2 separate regions of the Mus musculus genome follow, and region 1 is linked to region 2. A link is a contact called in public promoter capture Hi-C data. All regions are on one chromosome and are shown on one strand. The core of a region is the stretch at or near the end of the contact, and the rest is flanking DNA. Distances in the headings are between cores, read along the strand shown. Region 1 has its middle 52 kb from the start of Gm38773. Region 2 holds the start of Wnt16 (wingless-type MMTV integration site family, member 16).

What was found. Promoter capture Hi-C pulls out the DNA fragments that hold promoters and counts their contacts.
Region 1: a promoter capture Hi-C map of embryonic stem cells shows a contact between it and region 2, with 2.2 times the contacts expected there. The contact joins the enhancer-like site here to the promoter of Wnt16 in region 2. A contact is called at or near these places in 5 of 39 promoter capture datasets (embryonic stem cells, liver, pre-B cells and 1 more), 1 of 15 datasets of contacts at CTCF or cohesin (the NIH/3T3 cell line), 2 of 484 Hi-C or Micro-C datasets (both in embryonic stem cells) and 3 of 115 datasets of contacts at active chromatin or transcription factors (all in embryonic stem cells).

The regions. Positions count from the first base shown.
Region 1 is chr6:22,442,316-22,445,015 of GRCm38.p6, reverse strand. No RefSeq gene overlaps it. Among named protein-coding and RNA genes, the nearest start is that of Gm38773, 52 kb to the right of the region's middle. Within about 2 kb of position 1,260, at least 75 of the 459 cell types and tissues checked have an H3K27ac peak or open chromatin away from gene starts, as enhancers often do. A contact at or near this core is called in the NIH/3T3 cell line and embryonic stem cells, where this site is marked.
Region 2 is chr6:22,286,792-22,289,491 of GRCm38.p6, reverse strand. Wnt16 (wingless-type MMTV integration site family, member 16) reads right to left here and starts at 1,265. Exons shown (of 4, transcript NM_053116.4): 1 at 891-1,265; 2 at 464-711. The coding sequence starts at 985.

The DNA of each region.
Region 1 (2,700 bases), core at 11-2,510, 160 kb before region 2:
TGGGGGGTGGGGGGGAATGGGCCTACCCTCTTTATAAGCACGGACTCTCAGTAAACTTCAGAGGCCTTGAACAGAAACATGTCTTGGCCTCCATTATTTCTCTCGTAGTTCTCTCCCATACAGCTCCGGCCTCCCATTCAGGAACCCAGTTAGTGTGGCCGCAGTCGGCTACAACTGAGAACATGGTCCAGTCCATAGTAAGGGCTTTGTGTGTTCAACTTGTGGCTTTAGACAAAGCAAATACTTCAATCTGAAGAACAGTTGTGGCTAGCTCTGTCCTAAAGCTGGAGAAACAGAAGCACAGAGTAAGGATACGTTTCCCAGTGTCAAGATGTAACACACACAGTCAGGCCAAGGCACTGGTTTTTCCACCTGCCTATTCCCCGCCTCTCCCTGGAACAGCTTTTGAAGGCTAAAGTATACATCAAGAAGGTGAGCAAAACAATAACCCACGTCACGACCTGTTTTCTCCTTAAATCAAAGAGGATGTGAAGCCCTGGTTGTAATTCGTCTTTCACATTTGAGGTCTCTGAAAGGAAAAGCGCGGTTTAATAGAAAGAGCACTCCCTGTCACGCACCTTGCCAGACTCTCGCTGCTTATAGACAGGTTGTGCGAGTTCTCTGAGCGTGCCTGGTCACTCAAGATACCACAGAGCCACCGACAACACGCCTTGTTCTGCCGCCTCAATGGCATAACATACACACAAACACAGTCATGACTGTAGGCAAATATGCTAGAAAGACTTGACCCTTCTTAAAGTATGTAGGCTGTTTAAACAGTACCTAGAGCTGTTGTGTGAAGCTGAGTGGTAAGTTCACAGAGATGACATGGGAGAAAAACCTCACACTGGTAGAAGTGTAGAGAGTAGTGGCTGGAATTGAATTCCCACCCATCCAGTTGCATAGCCTGCCCTCTGAATGGTGAAGCTACTTTAAGATCAGATTATACCTTGAATAAATGCAAGCCATTATTTTCCAGAAAACAAAAAACCTTCATTTTCTGGCTCACCAGCTGAGCTGTTCTTTGCTTGGGTTATATGCTCTGGACGTTTAATTTCCTCCCTTTTGTGAGTGGAAAACCGGATGGCTGCCCTATCCTTCCCACAGCACTTCCCCCACTCTCCCCGATCCAGGGCCCTGTCATTCCGACTCTTGTTCACACACTACCATTCATTGTGCAGGTGGGTGGAGCAGGAAGGTGACGACTCCTGGGCAGACACTACTCAGATCAGTCACAGCAGCTCCGGTTACACATCTAGAGATCCACATGCCCAGTTGGATTCAGTTTACCAAGTCAGCTCTGTGGCCCAGCGCTGTGTGGACTCTCCCAGTCTACCATAGAGCAGTCAGAAATGAGCAGACCACGGGACTACTGGATTTTAAGACAAACAAACACAGTGTAGTTCTGCAGCTCTACCCAAAGGATACCTGCAGCTTCAAACTGGGCTATCTGTTCTTCTCTAATCAGCCTCCTACCCTCCCCACTCCATCCCATCTCCTGGATGTCTTTAGTAGCAACATCCTCCTTTCATGTTAGACCTTCCCTTTGTCCCACACCATCACATTTGAGCCTCACAGCTAAGAAGAGGACAGAGCTCGAGCACAGATGCCTGTCATTCTGTATGGAACATCAGAGCTATTTTTGCTATTCTACAGCTGCCTTTACAGCATTAGCCTTGTCAAAACAACCCCTCTGCGTTATTAATATTAACTGAAAGGCATAATCAACTGACAGAGCATGAAAAGTATTTTTTTCTCTTTCTCTCTCATTAAACGGGAATGTTCCTTAGTCTGGTTTGATATTCTCATTGTTTTCCTCTTTGTCATTTAAAATCTAATGGTGTGCTTTACGCTAGTTTGTATTTTATCTTCCAGCTACAAGACATCTTGCTAAATATAGTCATACACATTTTAATGTTTTAACGATTTGTAAAGATAGCGACTCATTATTTAAATTATTTTTTGGATGAACATGAGATAGCTTTAAGTGACAAATTACTTTTTAATTATATTGGTATTATTTGGTTCCTAGGGCTCTTTTACCATGGATACAAATGTTGGCACTGCAAAATGCCTTAGAGCTAAAGTCCTGCCTAGACTTCCAAGTCCATGCTTTTCTTCCTGCTCGGTGGGTCAATCCAATACTGGGGGAGAGGAGACGGAGCAAAGGGCAGTGTCTGACTATGGGTTCGCCCCTGGCTTGGAGTTCACCAAGTAGACTAAGCTGGAGTCATAAATTGCAACACTCCTTCTGTCTTTGTTTCCATGGTGCTGGTGGGTGACCAGCCACAGCCAGTTTAACACGACCTTTAAAAATCAGATAAAGCCCGGCGTGGTGGCTCACACCTTTAATCCCAGCACTCAGGATGCAGAGGCGGGCGGATTTCTCAGGTCAAGGCCAGCCTGGTCTACAAAGTGAGTTCCAGGACAGCCAGAGCTATGCAGAGAAACCCTGTCTCGGAAGAAAAAAAAAATAAAAAAATAAAAAAATAAAAATAAAATAAAAATGAAGCTCACTTCCGTCTGTGTTCTGAATCCTGAGCCTCTTAAGACTCCAGCCATCCTTTCCCACCTGGACCCTGCTTCTTCCCTATGACTCAAGATAGCCAAATGGGTCTCTGAAATACAGATGCCTCCCACATCAAACGACATACAGACAGACCCCCAAAGTGATTCTTCCTGCACTAAAAAGGCACACAC
Region 2 (2,700 bases), core at 16-2,515:
TAAAACGTGCGGCTGTGCTTCAATTGCCACTTGTCCGCAGCTCTGGGCGCCACAGAGCTGCTTAAATCAAAGCAGATGCGGCTGCATCATTCTCGGCTGTAGACCTCATGTTTGTCCAGCTGGTCACCCACGGAGCGGGGCGCCATGGGGTCCTTGGGGTCGACGGGATAGGAACTCAGTTTTTCTGAAACTTTGGCAGGGGCCAGGGGAAGCAAGGAGAATTTCAGCCCTTCTAAGAGTCCTTCTGTAGATCTCGGACGTCCCTCCCCAGGGCCGCACCTGCACACTGGGGGCTGGCCCTTGTTGCCCCAGTTTTCCCCCACCCCCACCTCGCACCAAATGTTCCATATTGAAGACCTTGCCAGCACCGAATTGTGCAGGCGCTATACACTCTATCGAAGGAACGCGCAGAAAAGCTGTCGCCTTGTATGTCCTACCATCCCCGAGGGTCCTGGTGACTCACCGCTACTCAGCTCATAGCCAAAGAGGGGGGCTGTGGCGAGCTGGGTGGAAGTGGTAGTGGCGACCATACAGTTCCACCTCTCGTGTCGGAACTGGCTTCTGCACTCCTGAATGCCCAGCCTGGCGCCCTCGCGGATGCTAGGCAGCAGGTACGGTTTCCTCTTGCACAGCTCCTTCTGGCGGCTGTTCAGCGGCAAGTCGGCGCAGCCCAGCTTCTCCGGTACCCCGAAAGAGGCGATGCCCAACCACCTGTAAGACGCGGCACCCCTGAGGTAAGCCTCTCCCCTTTCCCTCCCCCACCCCAAAAGCATTAGGTCAGCGTTCCTAGGGTCTCCACCCCTTCTCTCCCAGCCTCAAGTTGAAAGCCCACTAGTTGGGTCATTCCTTTGACCAGCCACCCTATATGCCTCCACAGAGCCCATACTCACATCCAGTTGCCCTGGGTTCCGCAGGGGAGCAGCGACAGCACGGCTGCCCACAGCGCACACAAGCTGGGCAGGGCCAGGAGCGCCGCTCTGTCCATGGCCCACGCATGGAGACCCCCAGCCCCAGCCACTCCTCCTCTGTCTCCTCTCTCCAGAGGCCCGCAGGGCCTGGGGTCAGTTTCTTAGCACCCAGTTGTTCCTTGCTCTCTTTCCCCTGGAAGGTAACATTAAACAGGGCAGCAAGGACAGAGACTATCAGCAGTCCCCTAGGCAAGATAAGGCGGAGAAAGTAGCCTAAGGTCCTCTGGCGCAGAGGTGAGGATGAGCTGGAGATGCGGGAGCTTCCCTCACTTTCCAAGGTGAGAAACTTCTGCTGATGTCTCTGTGTCTCCATCGCCCCAGGCTTCTCCTCGCATCTCCTCCCCCCCTGACCGCGCCTGGAGTCTGATTGGCTCAGCAGCAACCCTGTACCTCACCATCTGGAAACTTCAGTGTCTCATTGGCTAACAGTGGGCTCTGCGGGGGGCGCTCCTGGGCTGAGCCTCCGTGACTGTCTAACTAGACCTGGGAGTGTCACGACCTTTCCTCCTCTCACAATGTCCTTAGAGGAGGTCACTGCGAGACTGAGTCAAGCGGAGAGCAAAGAAACGATGAGCACTTCTTAGCATCCTTGAGAGAAAATCTAGCCACATCTAGATTTACCCTTTGAGTAAAAAGGGTAAAGGTGTGGGGGGGCCCGAAGGGAGGGGGGCGGAGCACTCTGCTCTTCTTTCTTGTATTTCTCACTGGTGAATTATCTTTATAAGGTCAGAATTGATACCACAAAAAGCTGATCTTTCCACCCTTGGAAGCGGAGAGGATAGGCGAGAAGGGTTCTTTTCGTGTCATTGTATACACATTTATTTCCAGCTTTCCATCAAATTTCCCCGTATTTTACTTAGGTTCTGTGATGGCTTTTCTCATTTGTCTTATTTCTGTAGCTTTTGGGAGCACAGGCTTTTCTAAGGGGGAAAATGGCAGGCAGACAAATGGGTGAGAGCTGACTAGAGCATTCCAAATAGATGAACGCTGTCCCTACCCTCTTCTGACCCACACTGACCCCACCCCCCACCCAAGGATACCTTCCACAGGGCTACCGAGTGGAAACAACGACAACAGAAATCCTGCACCCACACCAACTGCATGCCCAGACCTATGGAAGTTTGTGGAAATAAGACCCCTTTCCACCAGTGTAAAACCCAGCCAGGCAGACAAATCTAAGGCCAGATGAATTCTGATCATCAGTAACAGAGATTATAGGTAAATGGAATTGGCAGCTTAGGCTTTCACCAAATGTACTTTAGAAGCAGGAAGGGTTCTGAGAAGCAGTCAGAGTTTTGTCTTCAAGAACCCTTTGAAGGTGCCAGGAATATGCTTTGTTGTGGTATCAGAGAGCCCCGCCTCCTCTACTTACAGGCACAGGGTTTTCACCTGCTCCCAAGAGGACATCTGGAATGTTAGTAAACTCTCCAGGTGCTATCATCTCGGTGGGTGACCACACTTAGCCTCAGCGCTGAAAGGCTTGGACAGCTTTTGCTTGCTTTTAATACTCAGCCTCACTTAAGGTCAATCAAAGCTCACTCACACACCCATCCTGTCCCATTCACTCCTTTATCCAGCAAGCACTGCGCGCACACTACGTACCAGGTCCTAAAACCACACTGTAATTTTTAGAAAGTCAAGTTGATGATAGGGTATGGTTACTGATCCAGAAATATTTTGGCTAATAGCTAGTGGCCTCTCTGAAAGTCGGAGCCTTTATCCAAGCCCACTT